Linked DNA regions of Mus musculus: all the other regions are linked to region 4. A link is a contact called in public Hi-C, HiCAR-type, HiChIP or PLAC-seq and promoter capture Hi-C data. All regions are on one chromosome and are shown on one strand. Each heading gives the region's core, a stretch centred on a gene start, on an enhancer-like site or on the middle of the called end of the contact. The rest is flanking DNA. Distances are from core to core; before and after follow the strand shown.

Evidence for each region. Promoter capture Hi-C pulls out the DNA fragments that hold promoters and counts their contacts. Hi-C and Micro-C count contacts between places; a contact is called where the count stands out from the background. HiCAR-type assays count read pairs that join an accessible place to other places. HiChIP or PLAC-seq counts read pairs in DNA pulled down with a chosen protein or histone mark.
Region 1: a contact with region 4 is called in a HiCAR-type map of astrocytes, with 6 times the contacts expected there. The contact joins the enhancer-like site here to the promoter of Ptprt in region 4. A contact is called at or near these places in 8 of 39 promoter capture datasets (the 3T3-L1 cell line, the C10 cell line, frontonasal cranial neural crest and 3 more), 2 of 115 datasets of contacts at active chromatin or transcription factors (astrocytes and stem cell-derived neural progenitor cells) and 1 of 9 other capture datasets (embryonic stem cells).
Region 2: a promoter capture Hi-C map of hippocampal neurons shows a contact between it and region 4, with 7 times the contacts expected there. The contact joins the enhancer-like site here to the promoter of Ptprt in region 4. A contact is called at or near these places in 6 of 39 promoter capture datasets (the C10 cell line, HPC-7-derived erythroid cells, hippocampal neurons and 2 more) and 3 of 115 datasets of contacts at active chromatin or transcription factors (embryonic forebrain, forebrain and stem cell-derived neural progenitor cells).
Region 3: a Hi-C map of cortical neurons shows a contact between it and region 4. The contact joins the enhancer-like site here to the promoter of Ptprt in region 4. A contact is called at or near these places in 6 of 39 promoter capture datasets (the 3T3-L1 cell line, hippocampal neurons, liver and 2 more), 2 of 484 Hi-C or Micro-C datasets (cerebral cortex and cortical neurons) and 4 of 115 datasets of contacts at active chromatin or transcription factors (acute myeloid leukemia, embryonic forebrain, embryonic hindbrain and 1 more).
Region 5: a contact with region 4 is called in an H3K4me3 HiChIP or PLAC-seq map of forebrain, with 42 times the contacts expected there. The contact joins the enhancer-like site here to the promoter of Ptprt in region 4. A contact is called at or near these places in 14 of 39 promoter capture datasets (the 3T3-L1 cell line, 3T3-L1-derived adipocytes, the C10 cell line and 10 more), 3 of 484 Hi-C or Micro-C datasets (the HPC-7 cell line, brain and embryonic fibroblasts), 4 of 115 datasets of contacts at active chromatin or transcription factors (embryonic forebrain, embryonic stem cells, forebrain and 1 more) and 1 of 9 other capture datasets (liver).

Annotation. Positions count from the first base shown.
Region 1 is chr2:161,052,434-161,056,541 of GRCm38.p6, reverse strand. Chd6 (chromodomain helicase DNA binding protein 6) reads left to right here. Exons shown (of 37, transcript NM_173368.3): 3 at 3,637-4,108. Among named protein-coding and RNA genes, the nearest start is that of Chd6, 55 kb to the left of the region's middle. Within about 2 kb of position 2,566, at least 24 of the 459 cell types and tissues checked have an H3K27ac peak or open chromatin away from gene starts, as enhancers often do. A contact at or near this core is called in astrocytes, where this site is marked.
Region 2 is chr2:161,137,608-161,141,799 of GRCm38.p6, reverse strand. No RefSeq gene overlaps it. Among named protein-coding and RNA genes, the nearest start is that of Chd6, 31 kb to the right of the region's middle. Within about 2 kb of position 2,634, at least 19 of the 459 cell types and tissues checked have an H3K27ac peak or open chromatin away from gene starts, as enhancers often do. A contact at or near this core is called in hippocampal neurons, where this site is marked.
Region 3 is chr2:161,568,431-161,572,073 of GRCm38.p6, reverse strand. All of the region lies in intron 19 of Ptprt (protein tyrosine phosphatase, receptor type, T), which reads left to right. Among named protein-coding and RNA genes, the nearest start is that of Gm35374, 180 kb to the right of the region's middle. Within about 2 kb of position 1,498, at least 31 of the 459 cell types and tissues checked have an H3K27ac peak or open chromatin away from gene starts, as enhancers often do. A contact at or near this core is called in cortical neurons, where this site is marked.
Region 4 is chr2:162,659,284-162,662,956 of GRCm38.p6, reverse strand. Ptprt (protein tyrosine phosphatase, receptor type, T) reads left to right here and starts at 1,810. Exons shown (of 31, transcript NM_001291150.1): 1 at 1,810-2,157. The coding sequence starts at 2,058. 9430021M05Rik (RIKEN cDNA 9430021M05 gene) reads right to left here and starts at 1,794. Exons shown (of 4, transcript NR_033569.1): 1 at 1,531-1,794; 2 at 1,161-1,236.
Region 5 is chr2:161,496,729-161,500,636 of GRCm38.p6, reverse strand. No RefSeq gene overlaps it. Among named protein-coding and RNA genes, the nearest start is that of Gm35374, 110 kb to the right of the region's middle. Within about 2 kb of position 2,021, at least 19 of the 459 cell types and tissues checked have an H3K27ac peak or open chromatin away from gene starts, as enhancers often do. A contact at or near this core is called in brain, forebrain and second pharyngeal arch cranial neural crest, where this site is marked.

The DNA.
Region 1 (4,108 bases), core at 1,317-3,816, 1.6 Mb after region 4:
TCAGTTCCCGGTCTCTCCTCGTCCCTTGGCTTAGCTTCTGTGTTCTTGCTTCTCTTTGTTCCTTCTTGCTGCCCTGGACTGTTTTTCTTCCATTTCTTCTTCACTCCAGTACCTCTGCTTCCACAATCCTCCATCCCATTATGGGACATCAGTGTCCTAGGGAAAGGTCATCAGCTTCCTCTTCAGTATGCATACACCCATACATTGTGTGTACATTTTTCTTTTAACCTAGGCTTTTGCCTGTGATAATGGACTAAATGAACTTTTCTTAATTTGAGAACCATTGCCTTGGACTGTAATCTTTTCATTTGTTTTTAAACCTTTTTAATTAAGATGAATGTAGTTCATTTAACTGTTTTTGAGGAGTATTATGGGTTAATGAGCTTAAATCAAAGGAACACCACTTGGTTTATGTTCTTTTAACAGCCCCTTTCTGTTTCTGTTTGTACCTTGTTCCTAGGCTTTTGCCCCTATTTAAGTTGGTAATATGAAGCAAATTATTGTTGGTCCCTTGTGGTCTACCATCTCTAGAGTTGTTCCTGTTAGAGCCATTTCAGAGTGGAGACACTGACATAGGAGTTTGTTCTCAGACTTTTTGTCTCTCCTGTCTCAGAAGTACATAAAAGAAATGTTTTTGTGTCAATTTTTTTTCCTGCTCAGGAATCTTTTCCAAGTTCCTAACATAAAAAATACTTCCATAAACCGGGCGTGGTGGCGCACACCTTTAATCCCAACACTGGGAGGCAGAGGCAGGCAGATTTCTGAGTTGGAGGCCAGCCTGGTCTACAAAGTGAGTTCCAGGACAGCCAGGGCTACACAGAGAAACCCTGTCTCAAAAAACAAAAACAAAAAATGCTTCCTTGTCTTAACAACCCCAACATTTAAATTAAAAATTATTTTACTAATACTTGCCACTTCCCCTTTCAACATCAAATAATTGTGCTCTTCCCCCTTTGGAAAGCACCAGCCCTGTCGCTTGAGGAGCTTAGCCTTGGCAAGTTGTTTTATCTCTCATCTGTAAAATTAGGGTGTGTAGGGGTGGGTTGGGGGGGGGGGTTGTTCCTGAATAATTATCTATGATTCCTGGTAGTGAAACTTTGCAGGTAGGTGTATATTTAGCTTAGTAAAGACGACCTGACCTTTCCCAAAGCAGTGTATATACTCATATTTAATAAAGCAGTGTATATACTCATATTTAATAAAGCAGTGTATATACTCATATTTAATATGTTTAATCAAGTCTCACCTGGCTGGGCTGGTGACCTAATAACCTCTTATGGCTCCCTGGGAAGTCATGAAAATACACATCAGTGTTTGTCAGATTTCACATCCACAGTCCTCCACTTACTAGCTGTATGGTCAGGGCACATTCCTTACAATCTCCACTTCCACTTCTCCCTCTATAGACTGGGCACCTTCACACTGACCTTGTTAGATGGTTGTAGAGGTTAGAGGTCAGGCCCTGTGCCTTATGTCATCCTAGTATTTCTGTTAAGACCTTGTGCCCTGGACATTAGCAGCTGCTGTAGATATTTTCTCTGGATTTGATTCTCTCTGCTACTGCCTACCTCCATCTTTGAAAAGTTTTCTGCGTGAGTAAAGAGACCCCGTCATGGCAGCCTCACTCTGACCTAGAACAAGCTATCTTGGTGGGATTTAGTCTTTTAGGCCTTGAAAGCCTCTTTAATAAGCAAATTACTTCTCAATTTCTTCCACTTAAAAAATATTTTTTATTTTCACACATAATGATTTTTGATCAAAGTCTTCTCCATTATTCTCTTATCCCTTCCCCATCCCATCAAATTTTCTTCTAAAGTCCTCCTCCTATGTTCACTATGTTTTTATTTTCTTCTTTTAGGTTAGGATTGCCCGAATGAGTACAGACAGGAATTTATTTACTTGAACAAAGGCAACGCACTAGTGACTGTACCACTTAAGACTCCCCTTCCCTCCAGCAATCAGTAACTGTTTTCCTACAGCTCCTGGGGTAGGGGTAGGGCTTATTCAGGCAGGTAGCTAACACTGCTGTGAATTCATGGGTGCAGCAACTGTGTCATGTCCAGAAGATTGTTGTTTTGTGTTATTCTTCTCCATCCTTCAACTCTTAAATTGTTCCTACTCCCTTTTCTGAGCTCTTTCCCAAGCCCCACAGGAGGTGATATAGATGTTCTGTTAGGGTTGAATACTTAACAATCCTAGTTTACCCATTGTTGCACACTAAGAAAACTTGATCTCTAAGGTCCAGGTGTCTAGGGCATGGACTTCATTAATACTCCCAGGACAAGCACATGGCATAATTCCTTCCTTTCTGAAAGCACTGAGTGTTGTAAGAGCAGCTGTTGCCCACAGGATTTAGGTTAGTTTATTAGCAGAACTTCACTTACTGTAAAGATCCAAAAGAAAAACCTTTCCTTTCTTTGGTGTTTTCCCCCAGTAATCTCAAGTGCTATGCTGTGAGCCTCAGACTGAGAAAGGGCACCAGAAAAAGCAGACAGGGTGACATGAGGCCGAATTTACAATGTTTTTTTCCCAGCGTGGGCCAGGAAGTGTGGGTACAGCTTGGGGAACCAGCACACTGGAGGGAAGCCACACCACCTGGGCAAGTATTTGTGGTTTATAACTTGCCAGGCCTTTTAATAGGAGAGCAAGCACTCACAAATGGTGCTGTTTCTAAACTATGACCAGAATGCAGTTTTACCATCTTCCTGGAAAGCTGGCTCTCCTGGGCTCCCCTGGGCCATTCTCTGTTCTAGATTAAGGAATGAATGTGTCCCTGGAGCTAGCACCCACATTATTATCCAACCATTGCCAACTTATCTTGCTTATGAAATGGCAGGTACTTTTTGGCTTACCAGACTGAAAGTATGAGATGAAACGTCTACCTCTAAAGAATTGTTTCCTTAGAATTGTTCACTGAGAGACTGCTTATATTTGATTGTACTCAGAAATGGCTTTGAAGTTCCCTTTCTGGTGCTACCTCAGCTCCTGTGACACGCTTCTGGCATCTGTCACAGGAAAGTTTCCTTCTATTTGGGTAGTTTGATTTTTGCAAGTGGCCAGAGGTATTTGGGACTGAGTCAAGTAGCATTCAATAGCATGCTGAACAGGCCTAGTTTTACTTATTGTCAAAAGCAAACTACCAACACTGACAAGTCAGTGCCCAGGATCCGTACTCCCACAAGTTGTGCTCTGACCTGATTTTTATATACTAATTATGTATTAAAATAAGAATTTGTGTGTGTGATCTGTTTGTGTAGGTGTGCATGCCATGGTGAGTGTGCAGAGGTTGCAGGGCAATTGGTTTTCACCTTTTATAAAGTCTTTTCACCTTTACAAGTATTCTGGGGATTGAACATGGATCCTAAATTGAACAGGAACATCTTTGCCTGTAATAAGCCATCTTACCGGCTCATGGGCTAACTTGTGACATATTATCAGCACCATGATCCTGCGGCATAAGGCCACAGATGGCTGTGTCCTGCTTGCTACTGTATCCCAAGGCCTAGTGTACTGGAACTAACACTTAGTAGCAACTCAGATACTCACTTCTTACTGACTAAATCTATGTCTTCAAACCTAATCGCACACTTTGTGTGGAGCAGTGAGAGAGTAATGTGCTTGCTTTCTCTTTCACAGTTGTCCAAGTTAAGAGCTTTGAATCACTCCCCAATGTCGGATGCCTCTGTTAACTTTGACTACAAATCTCCGTCACCATTCGATTGCAGTCCTGATCAGGGAGAGAACATTGAAGAAGCTGCCAATCATTGTCTGCCCCATAAGAACCTCTATACTACTGAAGAGGAAGCTGACACCCTTTTTTCTAGGAAATTGACATCCCATAATGGGATGGAGGATAGTGGAGGCAGAGGTACTGGAGTAAAGAAGAAACGGAAGAAAAAGGAGCCAGGGGAGCAAGAGGGGACAAAGGGAAGCAAGGACAGAGAGCCTAAGCCAAAGAGGAAGCGAGAACCTAAAGAGCCAAAAGAACCCAGAAGGGCCAAGGAGCCGAAGAGAGCCAAGGAGCCCAAGGAGACAAAGCAGAAAGACGGTGTCAAGAAGCCCCGGAAGCACCGGGAGGCCTCCGGTACCAAGGAAGGTAAAGAGAAGA
Region 2 (4,192 bases), core at 1,385-3,884, 1.5 Mb after region 4:
TCTCCTAGATCTAGTGGCTGTGCCTCTTCAAAATGACCACAGGCCTTTCCCCCGTCACTGGGGTTCTCCCTTTCCTCGGGAGTCATTGGCCACGGGCACAGGAGAGCAGAGGAGTCAGAAGCCATGAGCAGGGTTAGGACAACTGTGAGCATGGTGGAAGGACATTCAGAGAGACAGCTTCAGTGAGACAGCTCAGTTTTATGTATATATTAGAGAGTATATAAGGGTTTGGGGAGTCATGTGTGGGAAGGGTTGATTGGTCATAACAGTACCTAATCATCATGTGGTGGGGAGGGCTGAAAGTCTGGGGGTGAGGACTTGGGTGCTGGAAGCTTCATGCAGCACTTGCAGGAAGCTCTGTGCAGGGTCATCCAGATATGGTCAGGCACCTTGCTTAGAGACACTCTCTAGATAAGGTCGGTGGAGATGGGGAAGCCCCGCTGAGAAAAGGAGGCCTCCATTTTGTACCAAGCTTGGAAAGCTATCTTGAAATGATAGACTACTACCTAAATTACAGGGTTTTCCAACACATCAATTCCAGACAAACCTCGGCTTCTGACCCCTTGTTGTCTTCATTCATCAAGTGAGCATCCATCATCCTTTGAGACGTTTGAGAGATTGAATCAGAAAGACGGGAGAATGGCTTGAGTATAGAGAGAAGCACAGAGAAATGTAGCAAGCAGAAGCCCACAAGGTAGTAGAGTCATCCCATCAGAAGGAGCCTGGCAAAAAGCTAAGACTTGCTGAGAGCTGAAGTTTAGGGTGAGAGAAGATAACAGGATGACCAGAGAGAGAGGCCAAAAGACAGAAAAGTGCAGGCAGAGAAGACCTAACTCATGAGCAAGGTGGGGTTACAAACAATGTCCATTTAGCAGGAGGCTACACACACAGTGCCCTGGGAACACAACACTTCCTGTTCGCTCACAGGAGCTGGGCCAGGAAGAGGCCCAGCTTCTGTCTCTCTGGCTCTACCTCCAAGCAGTTGACATGCCGATGTGGATGGGCAGAGGGCCAGGATGCTATCCAGAGTGATGGGAGAATCTCTTTCTTTGATTATATTAATTTTGAAACTCTCACTTTCCCACGTGACTGAGAAGGGAAATAGGCTAAGTGGTTGAGCTACCTATCCACTGAAAGAGGCCAAAGATGGATGATAAAGTCAAAATCCAGAAGGGAACTTAGAATCTCCCTTCTGCTCTTGGAGCCACTAAAGTGTGGGAATGGGTCTCATGGCAGAGGTTGGGGAAGAAAGGATATTGTACTACTATCCAGGCTTCCAGCTTCCAACAGTGATTCTAAAGTGAAAGGGATTTGTTGAAAGACCATTACATAGCTCAAAGAAGTGATTAGAAGATAAACTGACCTCAGAGAGGCCAGGCAAGATCTTAGCATAGGCAGGTCATCTCTATCAACACCATGATGCTGGATGCAGTCCCTCTTCATGTTTGGTACCCTTTCCCTGCAAATGGAATTGGTGCTCAAATGTGTAGGACTCCTAAATGACAAATATCCTTTTCTGAGATAAGCTATGTCTCCCTTTAGCCCAGGCCAAAGAAATCTCCCCACGTTGCTCCATCTTGTACAACCAAGGGCCAGAAGGGCAGAGAAAGCAAGAGTATCCATTCCCCTCTCGACATATCCCCATCCAAGTCTTGGGCAGAAGAGAGCAGTCGAGATGATGGTGACAGGCAGGTTTCAGGTCTGGGGAATCCTGGGTACCTTCCAACTTTCTGTCAGGTCTTGACTCATCTTAGTTGGCAACTGTGTTAGATAAGCACCAGGCAACACCTGATGGGTAAGTAACTATTAGTCAAAACAGGAGAAGGGTTAGCAAGTTCTGATTTATGGGACGTATGCTCATCCCGCTTGGATCACTGAAATTAATTCTCTGTGGCCATGGAGATAGGCAAAAGGCAGAGTGGAGTGGAATTAGCATGCTAGGGAGTTGGGGATTTCATTCTGGGCCAATGGAATACCATTGACGTATCTTAAATGGGGAACAGGCATGACAGTATCTGTGCTTTGGGAAAGAGGTGGACCAGGTTTATTGCTTTGTTTATTGCCTCGTCCCTAGAACCAGGGAGCTGACTTACACTCAGATGGCTAACAGGTAGAGATTTGACCTACCTTCTGAGAGGAAAGCCAGGGTCTGTGCCATTGGAGAGGGAGACTTGACGCCAGTATGCTGGCTGCCAACAGTGTCCTTGACTGTGAATCCAGACACTACCTGCAGTGTCTTTGCCTTTAGATATTTATGCAATAGCCTCTATCAAGGACATACTCTGTTCCCTATCCTAAGGTCCTGTCCTTCTCTTTCTAGGGTCCCCACTTATTCATGCCTAAGAAAGGCTAGCCAGCACAGCTGGGGACTGAGGCTGGCTGCCGCACCAGAACCGCCTCCTCGGAGTTATGTAAGCCAGAGCAGAAGTCTGGAATGCAGGTTTAAGACAGCGCAGGCTGATGCAAAGGGGTGCTCCTGTGATCTTTGCATCACATCTACAGTAGAAACAGCAAATGTAAATCAAAGTGAACTGTGTAGCAAACTCTATCTAGACACAACATAGAAGAAAAAGAAGCCTGGCTTATCACGGAGTTGCTGTCACTGTGTCTCACGACACTCCCACTTCATGGTACTCTGATGTGAGGCCAGGCTGTCTTACAGTCAGCAACACTGGAGACATAATGCCGAGAAGGCAGGAGCCTCAGCAGGAACTCAGTAATTTGTGTTCCTGACTTGACACATCGTACCTTCTCAGATTTTTCTTTTCTCTCAGCCCTGGATATGTGGGGATATTGGACATTTCTTTTGTTATTGTCCTTGCTGTTGGGGGAGGGTGCTCACACTGCGTCCCTTTTCCCTACAAATTTGATTCTAAGAGAGAGGTACAAACATACAGAGCAAATAAACGGTTTGTTGCTTTTGTGCAGAGCATGGTTAATAATTAGAATTCTTTTCTGTCCGAGTCTACTTCCTTGTATGATAGTATCTGTGTTTAATAAATAACTGAAATAAATAACTGAAAGACTGCCTATATTTGGCCCTTTATGCCTGTGTGGCACTAGTTATTGGAATATTCATTTCATTTCATTCTAAACACTAATGCTTGAGGAAATGGAATCTAAGAGATGGAACACGCACTCTTCAGAGTCTGCATGACCATGCTCCTTCCTTCCCCTTCTCTGAGACTCTGCAAGACCATCAGGCTGACTCTGCAGGCTCCTCTCAGGCTCTTCTGTCAGCTAGACTGTGGGGAGGTGGAGCCTGGTAAGGCTGGAAGGAGATGGGGGATCCACCAGAGTGGTTCTTTCCCCCTCCCCCTGCTGGGTCTCATTCATCCGAGGCTAGCCTCAATCTTACTTTGTAGCTGAAGATTATCTAAAACGTATTGCTTCTACAGGAGCATGCTAATATACCTAGTATATGCGGCACAAGGGATTGAGCCCAGTGCTTGTTGTATGTTAGACAATTGTCCTTCTGGTTAATAGAATAAATATATATATATATATATATATATATATATATATATATATGTGTGTGTGTGTGTGTGTGTGTGTGTGTGTGTGTGTATCATACATATTATATGGTATGTAGTATATATTACATAATTCATAAATTATATAATATATGCTATGTGCTTACATATAAATATATTATATATGTTATACACATAAAAGCATATTATATGTATATGTGTATATGTATCTATGTAATGCATATTACATACACACACACACACACACACACACATATATGTATATATACACACATATCTTCAGTAGCAGCTCCAGACTCCAGCTCCCATTAAACCTGATTGCCATGGTCCTAGCTTCCCATAGTGACCCCGAACCCTGAGTTTTAGTAAGACAACCTCCTGTCTCTCCAGCGTTGAGATGACAGCAGTAGCTTCTGGATGTTGTTTCACTCTCCCATTTGGCTAACCAGTCTTATTATCATCTGTATATGGTCTTCAATAAATCCCTCTGTCTTAAATGATTCAAGAGGAGCTGTTTTCCTGGTAGGACTCTGCCTGGTATATGCAAGGTTAATGGAAAGGGTTATGGAAGAGACATTTTTGTCTTACTTTTATTTTATTATTTCATTATTTGGAGGCATGTCTACTATAGCACAGGTTGGCCTTGAACTTGCTATGTACCTAGGGCTGGTCTTAAATGTCTTATGTCCTTGCTTCTA
Region 3 (3,643 bases), core at 249-2,748, 1.1 Mb after region 4:
TCTTGTTCTTGCCAAGGAGAAATCAACCCTTGCCGACATGGCAAAGAAGAAACCAAAAGGGTGTATGCCCCAGCCTCCAACTGGCCTCTAAGCTTTTGCTTACTCTCTTGGTTAGAAAATACCCTATAGAACCCAGAAGATATGGGAACCTACATTGCAATTAATATGGTCATTTGACTAAACTGCTTTGGCTCCCAGCAGGTTACATGTGTACACCTGCCCAGGAGCTATCTGGATTTGCAAATGAAAGACACACACACACACACACACACACACACACACACACACACACACATGCCAGTTAATTGATGATATGTCATGACTAGCTTAAAGGCTGGGCCCACTTAAACCTTCATCTGCTACCCCAGGCTCAATTACTTACTCGAATTCTTACATTATTGATTGGCTTTCTCTCCTGCAGATTTTATGTCCCATTCTTCTCCCCCTCCAATCCCAACCTGAGTCATGGTGATTCTCTCCTTCCTTTCTCCCAGCTCCTAGCCCTCAAAAGGTCCCACCTCAGTCCATTGGCCCAGCCATTAACTATTGGTTCTTTATTGGTTTATCAAAAGCCAACTGGAGACAAGGACCTTCAGCATTTGGAAACATTTATTCCTGATATTGGGGCCAGATTAGTTCATAGCATTGGAAACAATCTCCAACATGGTTACCTCCTGTGGCACAGAGCAGAGGATGGAAAGTAGAACAAGGGAAGTGTGGGGACAAAAAGGTATAGAACTCAAGTGCCCTCTTATGATGTTACCAATATGGGGCAGGAAAAGGAAAATCTCATTAACTGTGAGCCTACCTGAAATTCCAGTAGAATTATATTCCTGTGATCTCCTGGGGATGCCTGATAACCAACAGAGGTGAGGTGGGGGGCGGGAGGGTATGAACTATCTAGTCTTCGTTGCTTTACCCTGATCTTCACACCAGCTCAAAGACAAGAGCTGGCTATTTGAGCGAGAGTCCCTTTTCCACAATTGAATCTTGACAATTTATTAAAATGACTCTTTTTGGATAATGAGCTGGATGAGGCCAACCCTGACCGAGCCTCTGGAGGCTGTGCTATGCTGGCTGCTGTCTAAAACCAGCCCACTGGCTTGTTTGTTTGCATACCGGAAAATGTATTGGCCACTTGATTCTGTTATAAATTACCAGCCTGGAAATAAATATCATAGCTGGGTCCACAGTAAGTAACAGATGCCGGAGGAGTGCAGAGTGAGATAAATGTGTTTTGGATGCAAACCTCCTTCCGATTGTTCACAGACAGATGGAGGCAGGCCCAGTGCTGGTTTGCAGTCGCTCTGTGTGCTGTGTAGGTGGGACTTAAATGAACTGAAAGTTCTTTTAAGGTTAGGAAGTTTTCTGCACTCGTTCTTGGCAAATCCCCAGAGGAGACCCATTTGAGCAATACATTTCCTTTTATCTCCTTGGCTGAGGAATCTCGTGGTTTGAATTTTTCCCCTCTGGGGACTTTGTGGGTTTCTGGAGTCCAGAGAAAGTCGTTTTGCTTAGATGCAGCATGAGGACCGGCACGTGGCACACATGCTTTCAGTGGGGTTTAGCAGGGTTGGCAGCCAGGACAAACTTTTCAGTGCTTGAGAGCATAGCCTGGAGCAAGTCAGGTTGAGCCCTGCCCTGTACTGTTGAACAACCCTAAGATGGGAGGAGACAGACAAGGGTGTAAATGAATAAGCCATCTGGTGATTCATGTTTTGAAGAAAAGAAAGCCAAGCAGGCTAGAGAGATGGTTCCGCTGGTTAAGTGCTTGCCATGAGATCCTTAGGTTAATCCCTAGCATTCACAGAAAAGGCCATGCATGCTTGGCAACACTGCTAATAATCCCAGCACCAGGGGCGGGGGCGGGAGCGGAGGAATAGAGATGGACGGTTCCATGGAGATTCCTGGGCCAACCAAGTGAGCCATCTCCAGGTTCACTGAGAAGAGTGATTGATAAAAACCTCTGACATCAACCTCTGGCCTATGCACATTTTCACGCATGTCTGCATGTGCCTCCACACACTTGTACACACATACAAACACATGCATACACAAACAGGAAGCATGAAAAGCAAACTGGGAGTAGGGGAAAGAAGCAGAGATCAGATAAGTGCTGTCTCAGACAGTGAATGGAAGTAAAGCCAAAGCCCAAGCCCAAGAATTAGAGAGAAACACTTTATTACATGGGAACAGGCAAAGTGGCCAGGTGCTAAGTCTTCTAGTCAAATGTCCCTACTGCTTCTGAAGAGGAGCTATACGTCAGGTTAGGCAGACTGCTAAAGGCTCAAAGTGGGAATTCAGGAATGTCAAAAGGCCAAAACTGGAAGTTAACTAAACCATCACCACCTCAGGGAACAGCTTTCTGACTTCATGGCTGAGTCAGTTCCCATGGGTACTCTCCAGAGCCCCACACCTTCCCTCGGAAGTTCACATCCCAGTTTGTAGGTGTCTGTGAGCTGCTCCAAAGGAGGGCTCATGTCTGTCTGGTTCACTTGCGCTTCCAGCACTGTGTCTAGTAGAAAGTGTTCCTGTGATGCTTGCTGGTTGAATCTGAAATGAGTATGCAAACAAACAAAAGCAAAAGTAGCGAGCCTCAGCAGCTCAACCTCACAATTGATGTGTGAATTTCTTGCCCATTTTTTTTTTTTACCATTAACCTTCAAGTATATTTGATTCTTTCAAATGTTAGTCTCCTCCAAGGCCTTTGCCAATGCAAAAGCAGACTTAGGCATGCATTCGACTGACCAACCTTTGCAGAAAGCTGCACCCAGCTCTGAGTGGCATGTCTCATGACTGAGGAGAAGACGAATGCAAAAACTCTTAGTTCTGCTCATATCCCTGTATTTGCTGGTCATATATGAAGTCCAGTGGAGTCTCTCATGAGAAAGGAGCATCATGATGAAGGAGTTCCCTCTGTATCACAGAAGAGGTCATGTCTGAAGTCCTGGGTAGTGAGGCTAGAACACAGGATGTGTGCATTGAGAGAATAAATACAGAGAGACAGACGGAAAAAAAATTCAAGATGAGGATGAGATGTGTGGTTGGTGTAATGTGGAGCAATAAAAAATTATTGTGCAAGCAGAGTAGAGTCAGTATAGACTCAAAGACCCAACACCCTTGGGTGTATACTGAGAAGTCCACTATTGCTGAAAGCAGATGAGATTCAAAAATAAAAAAAAAATGGGTTCTTGGAGAACATGGAAAGTTGATGCTATGGCCCAGATAGGGGGATTGAAGGACTGTGAGAACACCTGATAACATAGCTTACAGAAGAGTGTAGACATAAGAAACCTCATCATTTTCTCTTTCCAAACCTACTCAAAGTGTTCAGAATCTAATTCTTCTATCTAGCCATCATAGCCCTGTCCATCTTGACTTGGAGTAACAGATATACCTTCCCATTGCTTTGTTCTTGGGAGAGGACTCAGTTTCTCCTAACAAGGTAGGACTCATCTGCCAAGAGATCTCTAAACGTTCAATATGCATTGTTAATCATCAAAGAGGTCTCAATAAATGTTTGCCAAATGAGAAATACAATTATAAAATCAAAAACACAATGTGAAATCTTAGAATTGTATCCAATACGTATTATAGGAACTGTTGCATATTAACTTTTTAAATATTTTAATATACTTTAAAT
Region 4 (3,673 bases), core at 561-3,060:
CTGACAAGTTACACCAAACTACTTAGTGGCTTAGAGACCTCCTATTCCTCTCCTGGGTCAGAGCCCCCCCCCCCCCCCCCCCCAGTCTCCCATCAGCCAGGACAATCACAGCTGTGGGCTGGAGTCATGTTTCTTCTTAGAGGCTGCACTCTAACTCATTAACTTAAGGCTAGGCCTGGATAGACATGGGCTGGATCAAACAGTTGGGCAGTTTAGCTCTGAGCTGAAGGGATCTTCTATTCCTATTGTTCCCAGGGGGGCAATCATCCTGTGTCACCAGAGAACAGCCAAGGCTATGACTGCCCAGTCAAGTGCACTGTCAATATTAGTAAAAAATTTAAGGACCTGCAAGGTAGCTTGCAAGAGGTCTAACTCCCAGGCTCCCGCCACTCCCCCCCCCCCCAAAACCCCCCAGAGCACAAACCCTATTCCCTGGAGTGAGGGCTAAGCAGCAGGGTTTTCTTTTTTTTGGGGGGGGGAGGGGTCCTCTCCCCTGGGAGAGTGCTTTGACCAGGGAAGTGTGGGAGGTGCTTGGCCATGCAATGGGCTGGCCCCTGTGTTTATCTTGAGAAAAGTGGAGGCTGTGGAGGTGGAGGGAGGTCGTTCAGAGCCAGGTGGAAGCATTTGCCTGGAATTACAAGTGTGGGCTGAGAGAAATAAATGGGCTGGTGTTCAATAAAAAACGTCCACCTCGGCAGAGCTGGGGTACCAGTGAGGCTCTGCCAAAGCAACTCCAACCCAGAGCCCCTGGTGCCCCACTTTTGGAGATGCTGGCTGTGTTTGACTTCCATATGACTCCTAATGGTCTGTCTGTCCGGTTCAGTCCTTTGGGACTCCAACAAGGGAGTGGAATGGGGAGGGGGAAACACTTTGTTAAACCGAAGGAGGGCTTTGGGCAGGCAGTAAAGTGTTTACAAAGTAGGAATCCCTTCAGCATCTTTGGGTGTCCTTATCGAAGGCCTTTATATACAAGGCTCACATCCCTCCCCTGGTGGCAGGCCTGTGGGCTGTGGCAGGCACTGCCCAGTGATCTATGTCTTTAGGCCTTCAGCCCCAGCCAGGTCTTTGTTCAGACCAGGAAGCAAAAGGGGGAAAGCTCCATTTCTCTCTGAAAGGGAGAACAGGGGAGGCAGCTAGAGAAGGGGGAGAGATTCCCACACCTGTGTGTGTAGGGCGGGGTTAGGGACAAGAGAAAGAGATGTGTTGTGATTAAGGTCGGCTGTGCTGGACTGCTGACTAGATGATAGGGGATGAGGAAAGAGGGAGGGAAAGGGAGAGAGAAAGAAAGAGAAAGGGAGAATATGAATATACGAGAGAATTTTAGGGTGTGCAGGAGACCCTTCAACAGCTGTCCCCAGCTTTGCGAAGCATCCCCCTCCCGCAATTCACAGCCCTGTAGCGTCCGGAGTTGATCGGGCCTCTCCCTCCCCCTGCCTGCTCGCACTGCCCCCCCCCCCCCCAGTCACCTGTTCTCCCACCCTTACTTCAAAGGCTGTTCCAGGTTTCTCTCCTCCCCCCATCGCCTCGTACCTGCGCCCCCGCAGGGTAGCCTGAAAGCGATGCTCAGCTGGGTGGTGTGGCGCGGGGCGAAGAGGCGAATACCCCGCAGATCCTGTGTGTGCAAGAGCGATGTGTGTACGCGCTTGAGTGCGCGAGCGGCCCCGAGCCGGCCAGCCCGGGAGAGGGTGCGTGGGGGAGCCCGCGAGTGGCAGCCGCGGGCGTGTGCCAGGCGCGGGCGGGCGTGCGCGCGAGGGTGTGTGTGCGTGGCCGAGGCGGAGCGCCCGGGCGGGCGGCGGCGACGGCGGCGGCGTTAGGACTCTGGGGACACCGCCCCCCGGCCCCCGCGTCCCGCCCCCGCCCAGCCTCGCGCCTCAGTTCGCGCCGCGCCTGGGCTCGGAGCGCAGCGGCGCCGGCTCCCGCAGCCGGAGAGGAGCCAGCCCCGGGAGCCCAGCGGCGCGCACTGCCTGCAGCCGCGCTGGCGATGCGGGGCCGCCCCGCGCCCGCCCGAGTCCCGGCCCCGGCGCCCTCGGGAAGGGGCTGAGCCGCTTGCCGCCCGGATGGGGAGCCTTGGCGGGCTCGCCCTCTGCCTGCTCCGGCTCCTGCTCCTGGGGCTGCAGCGGCCGCCGTTGCCCGGCGCCGGAGCGCAGAGCGCCGCAGGTGAGTGCGCCCGCCGGGCTCCCCGGGCCCCTTCGCTCTCCCCAGCCCTGGGAGGAGAAAGTTGGGTCCCGTGGCCAGGGGATGCCGGGGCCCGGTGGGAGTCCCGTCCCAACCTCCGGACGCAGCTGCTGTGTCCAGGCGTGCCCAGTCCCGCTCCAGGTCCCCCCCTGGCCCCTCGTCGCCTTACTTTCCTGCCGCTTCCCCCCCACCCCCGGGCGGGAGTAACTTTGCGCGGCTGTTGCGAATATTTCCACTTGCTGCCTCCCACTTGTCGGAACCTGTCACTCGAGTGTTTCGGGGTGGAGGGAGGAGGCGCCGCTTCTCGCCCGGCGCGGAGCACTGTCACCCGGGCAGCTTCCTGGGCTGCGCGCTCTTGGAGTGGGGAGCACAGGTCCCTAGCAGGCCCAGGCTGCCAGGGCGGTGGCTTTTCCTTTCTCCTGGGAGACACTGAAGATCATCCAGTGTTGTTCTAAACACGCCGCTCCCCTTAGCGAGCCCTTAGCAGCTGGGACTTCCCATGGGAGTGTTCTTGTGAATGACCCACTCGGCTAAACCCTCACCTCACCTCGTGGCTCTGTCCAGAGTAATGGGTACCCTGCTAAGGCCCTTTAAGTGCAGTGGCTTTGATCAGTGAGCTAGTGGGCTTCTGAAAACTTCGGGACACTCGTCTTTCGGCTTGCCCATGGGCAGGTAGCTAGTTCCCCAGAGTGTGTCTAGTGTCTTCTTAGTGGCGACTGAGCTGAAGAGACCACTACCGAGGGTCTCTCTCATCACTAAAACCCCACTGGTAGGGCTTCCTTCCGTGAGTCCCTTAAAGAGGGAAGGAGAGGTGGGGAGGGATACCTCCAAGTTCAAAATCACCTCGAAGTTTCTTAGCACCTTTGGTTTAGGAGTGACCACACTGAGCTGCTGTCGCTGGTCGGGGTCGGGGGCGGGGGGCACGTTGAGGCATGTCAGCGGAACTTAGGAAAGGGTTCTTTTTGGATTGCTAAGCAACAGCTGTGCTCACATAAGAAATCAGGGGAGGAAGAAAGGGAAAGAAAGGCAGTGAGCCTGATGGAAGTCTCTAAACAGGCTGCTTTTGAGAGGAAGAACCGCCGGAGTGACATTCCGTTAGAAATGTCTTAGGTTTTCTTCCCTGACTTGATGTTAAAATGGAAACTGGACACAGGATGTATGGGAAGGAACAGCTTGTTTTCGTGCCAGCGAAGTTGAGCAAGGAGGCCACTCTTTTTGAGGTGTCTGAAGCTGAAAGGCTGGGACAAGAGGGGGAGAAAAGAGACGGCCGCAACATCATTCTGAAGATGCTTCAAGGCTCTTGTTTCCCTCGCTTTGGGGTCTGCGTTAGGTGTGCTGTGTCAGGAAGCTGGCAGGAGGGTGCTTGAGGCAGTCCTGGGGACCCGGGTATGACTTATGATTCTAATCTTTACTGTCTTCTAAGGCTTGGCGGGACATTCATACGTTAATAGTACTCACGTTCCCGCAGCAGAAACCGGATCAAACACGTCCCACAGAC
Region 5 (3,908 bases), core at 772-3,271, 1.2 Mb after region 4:
ACCAAGTGTACTTAGCACTGCCCACATGTTCCTGGGTTTAGGGACATCTACTGGATCATGGGTAGCCTCTAAGAGTGGGGGTGGGGCTCATCCTTAAAGGAAAGTGCCTGTCCCTCTCCCAGCAGCTGCCTGGCAGTAGCTTCTCAGCTAGACATGAAGACTCCATAAGCACTGCACCCCGTGCTGGGATCTTTGTCTGACTTGGTCTTGGGACCTGTCATAGCCTCTGTGAGCTCCTGTGTACAACTACTCTGTTATGCCTGGAAAGCACTGTTTCAGTGATCTCGCCATCCACTGCCTCTGCCTCTTAATCTCTCTACTCCCTCTTCTGAGATGGTCCTTGGGAGCAGGGTATGATACAGATATCCTACTTAGGGCTGAGGATTCTTGGTTTTTAAAAATGTCTACATCTGCCATCTTGGTCAACAAACAACTACAAAATGGTGTGAGAGAGAAGAGGGAAGAGGGCTTGTGGGTAAGGGAACAAGCCATTCAGAACTCCAGAGGCTTCAAACTTCAAACTTAAGAAAAGAGAGTCACTAATTCTGGGCTACAGCCAGGGTGCGCAAGGGTCACAGATCACCCAAGATCATCTGCCTTGTCAACCACTCTGTGGTCCTGAGACCTCTTCTTCTCATGGAAGGACACCATCTGTCCTCTGCTTAGAAGAGGACAGAGCTGGCAGTGTAAGTGTTCACGCAGAAGACAAGGGTCCCAGCCTGGTGGATCCAGAGTGGCTAGCTATGCATCCACAAGCTTTAGCCTGCCATGCTCAGAGCCCCTTAGGAGACCATCTGTGCCAGGTCTGGTATCTGCCCACCCTCCCATGTCCACCAGGGTGCATTATCCCAGATGTTCAGGGGCAAACCACAGACAACATCAGGAGTCCAGGCAGATTTGCATTACTTAAAAAAAGACTTGAAACACACACACACATGTCAATCAATGTAATCTGTCCAGCTGGCAAATGAAACCAGGCCTCAGGGAAATCCCAGATCAAACATATCCACCAGGAGCCAAACAATCTGGGGGCTTTGTCTGAAAGAGCTGTTGGTGCCAGAGGTCATGTGACCTCCCAGAAACGTCCTGCGCTAGGTCACTGGAGAGGAAAGCAACTCTCTACGTGAGAAAAACTCTGACTCTTCATTCTGATAAAAACATACTTTAGTTTAGTTTATACACATGAACCAGTCGGTCACAGGCCTGCATGGAAACCCTCAGGAATCAAGGGGCACTTCATCTCCTGCTTCCTTCTCCTCTGTCCCCTAAATTCAATAGTACATTTAGAACCAGTCCTCAAAGGGTCGGACAGCGACCTTGACTGCTGCGAGCCTCTGCCCTCACAATCTACCCGCCCAGGGGGGCGTGGCTAGGTTTAGAAGGCTGAGGACCACAAAAATCCACTGAAGAAGTGTGGGACGGCGACACACTGAGAGTCAGACCCTTCAGAGCAAGGCAGGGGTGAATTCTCGCAATCGTTTTCCTCCCTATTTTCATTTACCATTTCCCTAAGGTGCTACTGAGGTTACCATCCCAACAGATTTCTACTTCCAGTTTTGCATCTAGGCATCTCTGCTTGCAGGAACCTGAATCAATCCCCCTCCCACTCCATCTCTCCGGCGCTCAGACCCCGCCCACTTAAGATCCACAAGTGACAAGCAGGGCTGGTTGTGCCCAGTCTCTGTCCACGCAGAGATAGGATCAGCGCATTTCTCAGCTTCTTGTAAATAATTTCAGAGCCTCTCCTGTGCGGTGCATTTGCAGCAGCCAGGCGAGCTATCGTTCTCCATTTACTCCTCGCCAGGTGGCATTGATGAGGGCTTTTCTCCGCCTAGTTGAGCTGGCGCTTCTCAATAGGGAGGGCTATCTTCATAAATTTGTGTTTTTGGATCACCCACAGCTCAAAGCCCTGCTTTTGGTGTGTCAGTAATAACTGGCAGGTCTCTCTCAGGGGCACAGTGACTCAATCACGGACACAGTAGGTCTTGCTCTAAGCACAGCATCACCGCTCAGCCCACACACTCTCCTCTGTGATTCAGGACTGTGAACATCATCTGCTCCACCTGGGGCTCCAGTCTCTGCCCCCTAAATGTCTCTCTGTGTGATTAACTAGACAACTAACTTCAACTTACAACTAGAAATAGACATATTCCTTCAAAAAAAAAAAAAAAAAGATATTCACAGAGATGCTGTGAGCCAGAGAGCACATTGTGTTGAAGATGAAAAAAGTCAACTAAGAAAATATCTAGTTGGTAGCGGGCTTGCCTGTAAGTGTAAGGGCTAGAGCTTGATGCCTAATACCTACGCCAAAAAAAAAAAAAAAAAAAAAAAAGCCAGGAATGAGCTGGACAGTGGTGGCACACGCCTTTAATCCCAGCGCTTGGGAGGCAGAGGCAGATTTCTGAGTTCGAAGCCGAGGTCCAGGACAGCCAGGGCTACACAGAGAAACCCTGTCTTGAAAAAAAACTAACTAACTAACTAGCTAAATAAATAAATAAATAAATAAAACAAAAGCCAGGAATGATGGTGTGTGCCAGTTACCCCAACACTGGAGAGACAGACAGACAGACTGGTCCATGGGGCTCAGTTGTTTAAGCTGAATTGGAAGACCTGGGGCGGAGGGGGGAGTATGAAAGACCCTGTCTCAAAAACAAAACAGTAAAAAGCAGCTAAGGAATGACCCCCAAGCTTGCTCACACAGGAACATGTGACACACGTACACACACACACACACACACACACACACACACACACACGAGAGCATCCTTACACAAAATTTAGATGAGATGTACACCACCAAGACTCCATGTTTAATAAGGGAGACTGTTCAACAGTGTACAGAGCTCAGAGCCATTGAAAGTACAGATCACAGAAAGGCTTCTTTAGATCAAAGCTGAGCCCTCCCCTCCCCAGATTTGTGACCTAAGGCAATCAGACAGTCAGTATTCGAATCAGAAAATATGGCATATGAGTTCCTTTTTATCACAAACTGTCAGACAAACAACTAAAGAGGAATGCTTTAGCTCACATTTCAGAAGGTGTGGTCTACTATGGAAAGGCAGATGGAGCAGCAATTTCATATCAGGACAGGGAAGGAGAAAGGGGGATCTCTAACTTTGACCTTTAATTCCATGCAGGACCCTGTCCCAGGGAAAGAGCCACCCACACTCAGGACAGTCTTTCTCCCTTAGACATCCAGAAACACTCCCACAGACACACACAGAAGTCGTACCTCAGTCTCTTCTAAATCTGGTCAGGCTGGTAAAGGAGAGTGCCTGTTACATCTCCATAGAACTGAAAGCTCCCACTTGGATGACAGTGGGTGTTTGTAAATGATACCAGTCCTCTGAAGGAGATCAGGTGTCCCAGGAAACAGAAGCTGCATCTTCCACAGGTCAATGAGAGGGGAGATTTCTCTCCTGCTCATAGGACAGCTGCTGAGATGCAGAAGTGGCAAAGGGACATGGCTGAGACCCACACAGTGGCAGTGAGAAAAGGTTATTCAGGGTGTTCATTAAACACCCTTGGAGTTCTCAGAGCGGTTAGTGAGCGGGTACAGGAAACATAATACACAGAGGGCCTGCAAATGGCAAGCCATCCATTCCAGGTGGACCTACAACGTGAGTCTGCCTGAGTGCAGGCTGGTGGAGGACATTGAGGAGTCGGAGTTGTAATGAGGACCTAGAAGGAGCACCACACAGGGAGCACCAACCTGTCTTCTGCTATGCCCTTGTCAACTTGCACATGGATTCTGACTGTTCTCTGAGAGTGAGCCTTCCTTCCCTTCCTTTTCTTTAGGATGAGATTATCCTGGTTCCTTCTGGGTTTCTCCTCAGCTCGGAAATCCCAAATGGAGAGTCTCAAAACCCCAGTGGGATAGTGGTGGGACTTGTGAAAAGTATGTTGTC